4 separate regions of the Mus musculus genome follow, and regions 2, 3 and 4 are each linked to region 1. A link is a contact called in public promoter capture Hi-C data. All regions are on one chromosome and are shown on one strand. The core of a region is the stretch at or near the end of the contact, and the rest is flanking DNA. Distances in the headings are between cores, read along the strand shown.

Region 1 (2,845 bases), core at 48-2,547:
TGAGACCTGAAGTATTTGAGGGGGCTTTGGGGACAAAACCTATTCTCAGACAAGTCACAAGTCAGAGCAAAGCTACTCTGAGCCTTGTAAATGATTGTCATAAATCCATAGGCAATTAGAAACCTAGGGACTGACAACTGGGAAAGGTATTTTTAAAAGCAACAATAAAATAAGTTACTGATTGCCAGCTCTGCCCATCATTTTGAGCCATGAAAAAAGAAGGCCAATCTTAGGCTTAAATTAATAGCCTAGCCTCTTGGTCCTGCTTGGCTGAGAGTGAGGGCTGGATTCAGTTCAGCCCTGAGAGGTGTTTCATAAATGGTCTGCTTCCTGATAGTCTTCTGGACACTTTAGTGTTAACAGTCTCATAAGGTTGTTTGGTACCAGCTCTGAGTGACTTGGAGCAGAAAAAATAGAGGTTTGATATTGCAGGAGGGTATGGGCCATTAATTTACATATCAAAGCCGGGACTATAGGAAATTTGTCATCACCTCAGGGATTGACCTACTGTGTTCGTTATTGTCCTCATTGCTGCGACTAGCTGCCTGATAAAAGCAGAAGGAAAGGGTTTATTGTGGCCTGTAGTTTGAAGTACAGTGTATCATGACAGGAAATGCAAGGCAGCAGGAGCTTGAGGGCAGCTGGTCCTATTGCATCCGCAGACAGGTCCCAGAGAGAGGAATGCTAGTCCGCCACTCACGTTCTCCTTTTTACTGACGGTCAGGACCCCAGCTTATCTGATCATGCTGCCTACACTTAGGGTCGGTCTTTCCACCTCCATTAACTCAATCTAGACACCCCCCTCACGGACATGCTCTTAGGTGAGCCTCTTAGGTGAGTCTAGATCCTATCCAGTTGTCAATCAAGGCAAACCATCAGACAGCCCCACCTAGATCCAGGTGGGAATGCTGCGTACTTAACTCACCTTCTCCAATCAACGTGAGAACGAAAGACAGCTGTGACTGTCACTTTTCACCTATCTAGCTTGCCTAGACCCCAAAGGTCAGAGCAGCATAACGCACAGAAAATACAAGCCATGACTGGACCAGCAATTTCCACCATCATTCCAGGCATCCAGATCATGGGGAACTCTACCCAGCTTCTGAGCCTTCTCTCAAGGCTACACCTCAGGGCCTCAAAGTTCACTGGACTGCTTCTCACCATTCCCACTGGCTCTTTTGACCCAGAGCTGTTCTGTGCTTTTTCAGGAAATGAACTGGATGAAAGTCCAGGGGCTGGAACTTCCTCCTTGGTGTGTTTGACAAGGACTGACGTACTCTAAGCCCTTTGAATCCCGGAAGTCCAGAACACACCCAACCTGATTGATTGCAGCGTCCAGCATGCTGGATCGAGCGTAGGTAAAAGAAAAAGCAGACAGCATTTCAACATGAGGGACCCACTGACGGACTGTTCGGTGAGTAGCCCAGTGCAGTGTGTGTGTGCCTGTGTGTACGAGGCTAGGGGAAAATTTATAGATTAGTGGTTTCTAAGCTGCAGAAATTGGAGGCATTCAGAAAGCAGGCGTGTTTAGATTTTGGCTGTGGAACAGAAGTCTGCGGTTTTTCTTTGGTTAAGCTTAAAATAGAGCCCTCTTGAAAATGTGACAGTCATAGCCGTCTTTAGTTCTCAAATTGATGGGGAAAGATTTGGGTGAGTCTATAGCATCCTACTTGGATCCAGACGGGGCTGTTTGAGAAGCAATATTAAAGCTTGCTTGATGAGGTGCCAACATAGTCAACATCGTGTGTAGAGTAGACAGGGAAGCTCACAGACCGTCTGCAATGCATTTGGGCTCAGAGATTGAGTCAGGGAAGGATTTGCCTCCCCTCCACACCCTTCAACCCATTCCTGCTTTTTAATCAAACAGCTTGAGAGTTGTGATCCCAAAAGCCCTCAGGACACAGAACAGACTCCCATTGTGTCAGCCTGGTAGCTGGTTCGCCAGCCTGCTTGCTCTGGTCCTGGGATCTTCCCTGCCCCCCTCCCAATACAATATTGATCAAAAGTCCAAAGACACACAGCACAGTCACTAATGTATTATTAGTGGCAGAGATTTGACCTAGGAGACAAGATGCAAAGGAAATAAAGGGAAGGGAAATTTGTTCCGAAACCAAAGTAATCAAGGATTTTCAATGTCTTACCCAAGCTGTAAAGCGAAAAACTTGGTGACCTCAGAAGCCAGGAATTGTAGCCATGGTTCATATATTTTATTGAAAGAAACAAACCAACCAACCAGCCTGTGGAAAAGCAAATAGGAGAAATCTGTGAGGAAGCCATGATCAGCAGAGGATGCAGCTTTCCTTGTTGTTTATTCAAAGGGCAAGGAAACCATGGGCTTAGGAGAGGTGGAATTCCAACTGCTATTGGACAAACCTAGTTCAAGAATCCTGAGGCTGAAGTGAGGCAAACATCTAAGAGATTAAGAAGATAGCGTAGCACCAGTTCCATTAAGCATTAAAAAGATATGCTTAATGAATACACAGATTCCAACACCACACTTGAATGACAATATTGAGTGAACCCCCACCTCACCCCTTACTTTGGCACACAGCCTCAATCTACTCGGCATTGGGTGGTTATGGGTAACCTTTTAGAGAAATTTGTTCTTTTCTCTTTGTATTTGCACCCTACTACACTTTTAAATCCTCGCCTGTCTCACATGGATTCTGGTGATGTTTTCCCTGGTTCAGGTGACACCCAGATAAGTTGAGGCAAACACTTGGTACTGGCAAGTATTTAAAGAGAAAGTCAATGCCGAGATAGTACAATAGACAAAAGAGAGGGAGACAGGAGGCAGGACCAACTAGGTTTTTAAAAGAGAAAAGAAAGAAAAAGGGGAGTTAAA
Region 2 (2,859 bases), core at 55-2,554, 310 kb before region 1:
CCTCTCATTTTAATCTTTACAAGAACCTCACACAGTGAGTACCTTTATTATCTGTATGCTCTACATGACGACGCCAAGGCTTAAAGAGGGGAAGGAGCCTGAGAGCAAGCTGAGCAATGGAGCAAAGATTCATGCCTGAAGGTGCTAGGACACGGGCTTGGGTCTGTGTGGCTTTGTGTTCCATTCACCTTAAGGCTTCCTATGTTTTGGGGAAAGTCTTTGCCTTGTGTCCTGTGGAAGTAGATTCTAATGGACTCGTGCTAATCATGTTGGGGTGGTTTGAAAGGAAGTTTGAATGTCAGGAATCTATCTTGCATGTGCCTCTAATGTTAAGACCTAGATAAGAAAGAGGCCTTGTGGAGCTGAGACATTTAAGTTCATTGGGCTCTAATGCATACCTTTGGAGTTGTATGCTAAAGACTTGGAAAGGTCATTGTAACTATCTTAGCTGCTTCTCTAGTGTAAGTTCTATCAGACAGTCACTGACTACTGACTGTGAGCCAAAGCACTGTGCTGGGAGCAGTGGCCAGGAAATGACACCGGAAACAAGGACACAGCAGCCACCAACGTTTATTCAATGCACATGCATTGCATGGGCTATTTATGAGCTAGTTATTTATTTGGTACTAGGAACATACAATTACACTGGGTCTTTCTTCTTCTTCTTCTTCTTTTTTTTTTTTTTTTCGAGACAGGGTTTCTCTGTGTAGCCCTGGCTGTCTTGGAACTCTGTAGACCAAGCTGGCCTCAGAAATTCGCCTGCCTCTGCCTCCCAAGTGCTGGGATTAAAGGCGTGCGCCACCACGCCTGGCTACACTGGGTCTTTCTTATTTTAAAATATTTTCCAGATGGAAGAGGAAGAGAACAAACGCATGTCTCAATAAAACATGGTAGTACTGAAACAGAAGTGTATTTTAGGTATTATGGCTTCAGAGGATGCCTTAGGGCAGCGCCTCTCAACCTGTGGGTCATCACCTCTTTCACAGGGTTTATGCTACCTCTGGTTGATATCCCTGAGAGATCTCTTTTCTGAAGAGGAACTTAGGGAGGATGTGGGGGAGGGGACACTGGGAGGAGGGGAGGGAGGGGAGCCTGTGGTCAGGATGTATTGTATAAGAGAAGAATAAATCTTTTAAAAAGACCCAAGACCATAGGAAAACAGATATTTACATTAATTTATAACTGTAGTAAAATTAGCCACAAAATACTTTTATGGTTGGGGGAGGGGTCACCAGAACATAAGGAACTGTATTAAAGGGTGACAGCATTAGGGAGGTTGAGAAAGGGAGGGTAAAAAATTTCCTCAATCTTGAAAAAGGAAGACAGGTCTCAGTGTTTATATGAAGATCAGTTGAAAAGGGCTTTAGTGATGCCCAGGCTGGAATATTTCCTAGGTTGGTAATGAATTGGGCTGTGGTAAGATTCACCCCTGCCTTTAGTTTTTGGCCTCTCAAGGGTCTCCACACTAGTGAACTTGGACCCCCAGCCCTGCACTGGTCCCTCCTGTTAACAGTCTAGCTCTCATTACTTCCTCTTTCTAGCTCTGGTTACTTCCCCTCCTGCCTATTCCTCCACACACCCCTACTCACACCGCACTGGTCTTCTCGTCCCTCAAGGCCTGATCAGATCCAACTTCTCGTCTGAAGCCTCCAAGCCCACGCCTCCTCCTTAGAGTGGGGACGCTGCTCCCTGACCCCACCATGCTTCACTTCTGTGGGAAGATTTAGCTAGGTCCTCTCTGCGCCTATCTTTCCATTCAGGCTAATCAAGATCAGGGACTTAACCTAGGCTGCAATGAGGCAGAGCCTGCCTCCCTCCTGCTGTGGAAGCTGAAGGTGGGGCTTTTCTCTGCTTCCCGGAAGACAGAGGTTGGGAAAGACACAACAGCAGGGCTGTACCAATCATGTGAATTTACAAACTGCCATCTTTACATTTCTCCTTTCCAATACAATTAGGGACTGATATTCCATTAGGAAAGGAGTGGGGGAATTACTTGAATTTCATCTCAGGAGAGTCCTGGTGGCAGTCTAAACTAATTGGCATTTAGAGACCCACAGTTAAACATTAGGAGGAGCTTGGGGAAATTCTGCGGGGGGGGGGGGGTAATGGGGGGGTTGGAATTGAGGAGCCAGTGGGATAAGACACCAGGAGAACAGGGTCCACAGAATTAACTAAGTAGGGCTTATAGGGGCTCACAGAGACTGATGTAGCTATCACGGAGCACATATGCTGTGGTTGTTTAGCTTGGAGGGTTTTGTTGGACTTCTAACAATGGGGGAGTGTCTCGATTCCTTTGCCCACTCTTAGGACTCTTTCCCTCCTACTAGTTTGCCTAGCCCAGGCTTGACAGGAGAGTTTGTGCCTGGTCTTATTGCATCTTGTTATGTCATGTCCTGTTGATATTCCCAAGAGGTTCTCTTTTCTGAAGAAAAGTGAAGTTGTGTGTGTGTGTGTGTGTGTGTGTGTGTGTGTGTGTGTGTGTGTGTGTGTGATGCACTGGGAGGAGGAGAGGGAGGGCAGTCCATGGTCAGGATACATTGTCACTTTCAATAAATACACAATGACTGTGTATTTGTGGGGTACAGCGTGACAGTTGAATTCATCACTCATCTTGTATGACAATAAAACTATGGGCTCAGCATATTCATCACCCTTAGCATTCTGTTGTGATATGGATATTCAGTCCTCAGTTCTGTGCTCTTGGACTATACACTGCACTGTTGTCGCCCGTGGAATTCACAGGAAAAAACACACATGCTCCATATTGTATTTCACTCATGGCCTTGGATGGTGGCTGTCTTAGCACTAGGTGTTTTTGCTGGAGGCTCAACAAGGCTGAAGGGAACATGCCTTTCAAAC
Region 3 (2,700 bases), core at 198-2,697, 450 kb after region 1:
CACGGCCCATCCACAAGCCCTCCCCTCTCTCCTCTCTATAAATGGGGGCTTCCACAGTCCTCACCCATCAACCCCAATATGTGATCTAGGGAAATCAATTTATTGCTTTGACTAATCCTGCAACAATAGGGGTTTCATTTTTATTGTAGGGCAATTAAGTTGTCCGACGGGAAAGAGCGGGAGGGGAAGTGGGGACTGGCCCATCCCCACAGACAGATTAGTCCCTGCAGAGGCTGCAGCGTCCGTTCTGTCTGTCTGGTGGTCGGTCACACGCAGCACCAGGCTGCTACCTAGCAACGAAAGCCAGGGAGAGAGCTCGTGGGTTCTCCTTGAGTCAGTCTCTCTCTCTCTCTCTCTCTCTCTCTCTCTCTCTCTCTCTCTCTCTCTCCCTCCCTCCCTCCCTCCCTCCCTCCCTCCTTCCTCACTTTGCTTTCCCGTTTTCTCCATTCCTTTCAACTTGTCTCTCATTTTCTTCTCTTATAGTTTTCTATTCTAAATAATTTCCTCCCTTTCCTCTCTCTCCCTGTTTCACGGGGAAGGAAAAAAAAAAAACCTCCCGGACAACTTGAAAAAGTTTGTAGTCACTTTAGAAACTTTCTGCATTCCAGTCCCCAAACTCAGGCGCAGCTAACCAGCTCCATTCATCAACACAAAAGCACCCGCTCTGGGTAGGAAAGGGAAAGCCTTCAAGAAAAGTACTCTAGTGTATCAGCCGCTTCCTCTGCCAATCCCACCTCCCCGCCTTATCTGGGCTCGTAAACGATCGGTATCATGAGATGCGGTCTCATGGGGGTCACCGCGGGACAGGGTTTCGCCACTGATGGAAGGAGGCTCTGGCCGGCGGCCCCTGGCGCACGGTGGGATCGGATCTCCCGCGCCGGCTGGACGCTGCAGGTGGAAAGCGGCGCTGGGAGCGGCGTGGAGGACCGCCCCGCCCCAGCCAGAAGAAAGCTGCAGACCCACGCGGGAGACCCTCGTACTCCAGGTTCCATCCTGGAAAGCCTTGAGGGTCAGGACTAATTCCCGTGGGAACAAAGGCACGATAGCCGTGGGACGAGCTGTCACCGAAACCGGTGCGTCCGCGTTCCCCAACCAGTACAAGAAGCGGCGCTGCAGTCATCTCTCCTGGGGTCACCGGAGCGCTCAGCCGGAGCAGCTCCGCAGCCGCCCACCCTCGTCCGGCTCAGCTCCGCAGCGACTATGGTGGCGTAGCGCGGGCAGGTGACCGCTTACCTTGGCCACTGACTGGCGCCAGGCAGGCAGCGATCGCCAGCAGCAGCATCCATGCCGCCGCCGCGGCCCCGCGCTCCATCGCGGAGACGGCCCCGGGCCTCGCCGTTCCTTCCCCGGGAGGTGGGCGCGCGTCGCAGCGGGCACAGGCAGGTTACTCCGCTCCGGAACAGGAGTCTTGCTCAGCAGCAGTCGCTGGCTCCTAGAGGCAGAAAGCCGGTCCCGGCGCCTGAGGCATCCCGTTTTCTACCCGCGCCAGTCCCCACCCTCCAGACAGTGCATAAAGCCCTCTAGACCAGACCGCCCCGGAACTAGCATGCGGGAATCCAGTGGGCCAGGCCCCCTACTGCCCGGCCCGCCCCCTGCACTTTGCGACTCTGGGAGGAGTGGGCCCTCGGACACTTGCGCGCTAGCACATGCACACTCCACAAGCGCGCTCGCTCGTGCATGCTCTCACCCAGGAGCACAGGCTCCGGGAACACAAAACTGCCTCCCACGCTGGCGAGCGCCCACCCCTCGCTCGCACGAGCACACACACTCCAAGGTCCTATTCAATCACTGACAATAATCGCCGCTGCTCACATTCGGAGCAAGGGCTTGGCCTCGCCACTCAGAGGGATGGCTAGACGGGGCGAGGAAGAAATTGGCCACGGACACAAACTCTAAAACGTTATCACCGGTGGGAAGGAATGGAGAAAGGGGGGAAGTCAAGAGCAGCGACTAAAAAAAGAAAGAAAGAAAGAAAGAAAGAAAGAGAAAAGATGAAAAGGGAAAGAAAAAGAACAAATGGGGAAAGGGGAGCAAGGAAAGGGGAAGAGAAAGAAGGGGGAAGAAAAGAAAAGGCAGAGGGTGTTTTAGTGCGGGTCTTTCATCTCAACACTCGGGAGACAGAGACAAGTGGATCTCTGTGAGTTTGAGGCCAACCTGGTCCACACAGTTCCAGGACAGCCTGGGCTATGTAGAAAGAACCTGTCTCAAAAAGAAGGGAAGAGGGAGGGAGGGAGGGAGGGAGGGAGGGAGGGAGGGAGGGAGGGAGGGAGGGAGGGAGGGAGGGAGGACCAGAAAAAAGCTGGACAGAGCCAAGCCGCCTGACCTCCTTGCCTCGGTGTGAACTCGCTAAGCTGCCTCGGGGCCCTCCTCCCCCTGACAGGGTGCAGGCTACCCAGATGGGGTAGCTTGTGTTTTTATAGTCAGAGAGGAGATTCTATCATTGCTCTGGAGGCCATAACTATCTGGCTCCCCAAGCGTCAGGTGTCAGTCATGCCAGACAGCGTCTCCTACAGTTCTGTTCATTTCGAAACAAAACTTGGGGGAGGGGTTGTTTTCTCCGCAATGCCAATAATGAGAGAAACACCAGGAATTCGGGAGAACTCTATGGTTCCCCTCGGGGACCACACTGAACCTGTTAACTGGGAGACAACCCTCTTTAAGAGAGTGGACCTTACACGAGCCCTTCAGACCCCGGTCTTC
Region 4 (2,914 bases), core at 268-2,767, 280 kb after region 1:
AGTAAAGAACATCCCTCCATGGCCTCTGCATCCGCTCCTGCTTCCTGTCCTGCTTGAGTTCCAGTCCCGACTTCCTTTGGTGATGAACAGCAGTATGAAAGTATAAGCTGAATAAACCCTTTCCTCTCCAACTTGCCTCTTGGTCATGATGTTTTGTCCAGGAATAGAAACCCTGACTAAGACAATCTGTCTCTTTAAAAAAAAAAATCTTGATAAGGAATCTGTGTGAGGACACTTCACATCGGGTCATGAAGAAAGATGCTGCAGTGAAACACCCTTAGTGGAAACAGCTCTGCCCTTCCCATTGGCTTGAACATTAGCTGGAAAGTGAAGACTAGGAAAGCAACTACCTCAGTCTTAGAAACTGAGCAGCAGCATGTGTGAAATCTTAGCATACAGCTAAGGAATGCCAGGTATTCTTCATGTGGTAGACACATTGTGAAATAAACTTAGGTTCATGGCAGAACCCGTCTCAATAGACTTGGATAGGCTGGCCAAAGACAAGAACAGGAGATATATTTTGACTTCTGTTCTTCTCGGTTTTGTATATGTGGCTCAAAGAGCCAACAAAATGATGAGAAAAGGTTCAAGGTCTGTGAGCTATAGCATCAACTAACATCACTTTCTCAGTATCTCCTCAGCAGTGTGAGACTAGCAACAGGGAAGAAGAGTTGGAGGTTGGAGGACTAGCCACAAAGGGATGCTAAGACCAAGGGTTGCAGGACAGCAAGGCCCCTGAATCTCTCACTCACCTCAAAGTTTCAAAGATATTTGTACCATGTAATTTCAAAGAAAGGGGAACAGTGTACCGGAAAGGTGGGGAAACTAGAAACGCATTCTTTGTTAGATTAAGGACAGAGTTAGACTTGGGCGGGAAGAGATGGGTTTCTTCTATTTGGGGGAAAGACAGGAGTGTTCTATTGCACAGTAAGGAAACTGACCTCAGAGAGTGACCAGAATAGAGAAGTAAGCCTAGCACCTGCTCCCTGAACAGTTGCAGAAACAAGACGATGGTGATGATGACGGTTGTGACGATAATGATGATAGCCGATACCCAACGTTGAACAACTGTTATGTAACAAGGTTCTATACGGTATAGTTAGTGATTGTCAATTAAAATGTGTTAATTGCATGCATGGTTATCGCATTTGATCTTTATACAACAACCTTGCAAAATTCCTATAAAGAAAAGCAGAGCCAGGTGGGTTTCACAACTTGCCCTACAACTTACAGCCAAGGTAGCAATTGGGATGCCGGCCTCCCCTGCCAACACTCTCCCAGAAGCCACTCCAGCCTGTCATATGAGGTGAGAAGCTTCATCTTCCACCACTGAAGTCAATTCACAGAGGGTTTGAATTCTAAATACTGTCATTGTCACAAGTAATGGCCGCAACGATCTTGTTGAAGGAACAGGTTCTCATACAAAACCTCCAGCGGCTTTTGGGCTGACGCTGATCGCTGCTGTGGTCCCATGAACTGTGCTGATTTCCTCAGGTAATGATTCAGCAAAATTGACCTCTTGTACTTTGCTAGCTTCATGTAATGAAAGTGGAAACCACAGGAAACGCTGTGGGCTGGGTGCTGGTTTGGGATTTGTTTGTGAGCTCTGTCCCTTCTCCCTCCCCCTCCCTTCCTCCCTCCCCCTCCCTCTTCTCCTTCCCCCTCCCCCTTCTACCTCCCCCTTCTCCTTCTCTCTCCTCTTCCCCTCTCCCTTCTCCCTTCCCCCCCCCCCACCACCTCTTTTTTAGACAAAGTTTTATTCTGTAGCCCAAAATTCTAACAGGGCTACTTTTTGTCTTAGCCAACGGCCATATCTAGTTTACTGTCAGATCCTGAACTTGAATTTTCACCCTCAAGGTGAACAATGTAACAAAGGTATCACAATGAGGGGTGGGGGGAGAACAAACTGGGGACATCCTGTTCCTTTGTTAAGTAACAAAATAGCCTCATGACAGCAAGAAAAACTTTGTGAAAATGACTGCAAGTCATACCAGGTAGCTCAAACCTGTAATCTCAATATTTGGGAAGTTGAGGCAGGAAGATAGCTGTAAGCTCAAGGCTATACAGTGAGTTCCAGAGCAACTTGGGCTAAAGTAAAGCCATGACTCCTAAAATAAGGAGGAGGGACAGCGGGACAGCGGGACAGCGGGACAGCGGGACAGCGGGACAGCGGGACAGCGGGACAGCGGGACAGCGGGACAGCGGGACAGCTCAGTGGTTAAAAGTGCTTGCTGCCCCTTACAAAGAGCACTGATCAACTCCCAACACCCACACTGGGCAGCTCCCAGGATGCCTGTAGCTTCAGCTCCAGGCAGTGTGATGCCTCAGGCCTCCAGTACAGACACTGGCACACATGTGCAAATACCTCACTACACACACTTACATTAAAACAGTCTTTAAAAAAAAGTTATGGGGAGAAAGGAAGGAAAAGTGAGAGGAGGGGAAGGAAAAAGAAAAACAGCTGCAGGATCTGACCCAGGACTTCTGAAGCAGCCATCTTCAGAGAAACCCAGGCAAGGAACAAGCAGAGGTGGCTCTTTGCAGAACGAAAGATCTCTACAGCTCGAGTATCTACATGGCTAAAGGCACAGCTGCATTTCTGTTTCATCAGGATGTAAAGTAAGATCACCTGTACTTCTGGAAAATACCAAGGAAGCTTACACAAGCCTCCGTATGAACCCAAAATAAGTTAGAAAATATGAGCCGATGGTAGAGAAAAGCATTGTCACTGGACGCTCTTTATGTGGGCATGTGTTGTATACATGGCCTGACCTATCTTCTCAACAGGTTTATGAGTCAGTTGATTTACGTGTGTATGGAAGGGTATTTGCACGTGTGTGTCAGTGTCTGTGGCAAGGGCCAGAGGCCTTGCATCCCCCCGGAGCTGGAGTCACGGGCATCCTGTAAGCTGCCC

What was found. Promoter capture Hi-C pulls out the DNA fragments that hold promoters and counts their contacts.
Region 2: a contact with region 1 is called in a promoter capture Hi-C map of embryonic stem cells, with 4 times the contacts expected there. The contact joins the enhancer-like site here to the promoter of Nostrin in region 1. A contact is called at or near these places in 15 of 39 promoter capture datasets (3T3-L1-derived adipocytes, the HPC-7 cell line, cranial neural crest and 8 more), 2 of 115 datasets of contacts at active chromatin or transcription factors (both in bone marrow-derived macrophages) and 2 of 9 other capture datasets (embryonic stem cells and pancreatic islet).
Region 3: a contact with region 1 is called in a promoter capture Hi-C map of hippocampal neurons, with 2.5 times the contacts expected there. The contact joins the promoter of Lrp2 here to the promoter of Nostrin in region 1. A contact is called at or near these places in 6 of 39 promoter capture datasets (the 3T3-L1 cell line, the HPC-7 cell line, cranial neural crest and 2 more) and 1 of 115 datasets of contacts at active chromatin or transcription factors (extraembryonic endoderm stem cells).
Region 4: a contact with region 1 is called in a promoter capture Hi-C map of hematopoietic stem and progenitor cells, with 2.3 times the contacts expected there. The contact joins the enhancer-like site here to the promoter of Nostrin in region 1. A contact is called at or near these places in 22 of 39 promoter capture datasets (the 3T3-L1 cell line, 3T3-L1-derived adipocytes, the C10 cell line and 12 more), 2 of 15 datasets of contacts at CTCF or cohesin (the NIH/3T3 cell line and pro-B cells), 17 of 484 Hi-C or Micro-C datasets (B cells, the C10 cell line, the G1E-ER4 cell line and 6 more), 3 of 115 datasets of contacts at active chromatin or transcription factors (bone marrow-derived macrophages and embryonic stem cells) and 4 of 9 other capture datasets (adipose tissue, embryonic stem cells, liver and 1 more).

The regions. Positions count from the first base shown.
Region 1 is chr2:69,134,503-69,137,347 of GRCm38.p6, forward strand. It overlaps Nostrin (nitric oxide synthase trafficker), which reads left to right and starts at 1,298. Exons shown (of 16, transcript NM_181547.3): 1 at 1,298-1,414. The coding sequence starts at 1,388.
Region 2 is chr2:68,823,992-68,826,850 of GRCm38.p6, forward strand. The region is part of intron 3 of Gm36231 (a long non-coding RNA gene); the gene reads right to left. Among named protein-coding and RNA genes, the nearest start is that of Gm36174, 3.0 kb to the left of the region's middle. Within about 2 kb of position 1,305, at least 87 of the 459 cell types and tissues checked have an H3K27ac peak or open chromatin away from gene starts, as enhancers often do. A contact at or near this core is called in the HPC-7 cell line, bone marrow-derived macrophages, embryonic stem cells and 1 more, where this site is marked.
Region 3 is chr2:69,584,582-69,587,281 of GRCm38.p6, forward strand. Lrp2 (low density lipoprotein receptor-related protein 2) reads right to left here and starts at 1,448. Exons shown (of 79, transcript NM_001081088.2): 1 at 1,234-1,448. The coding sequence starts at 1,312.
Region 4 is chr2:69,413,769-69,416,682 of GRCm38.p6, forward strand. No RefSeq gene overlaps it. Among named protein-coding and RNA genes, the nearest start is that of Gm36393, 9.5 kb to the left of the region's middle. Within about 2 kb of position 1,518, at least 47 of the 459 cell types and tissues checked have an H3K27ac peak or open chromatin away from gene starts, as enhancers often do. A contact at or near this core is called in bone marrow-derived macrophages, granulocyte-monocyte progenitors, hematopoietic stem and progenitor cells and 1 more, where this site is marked.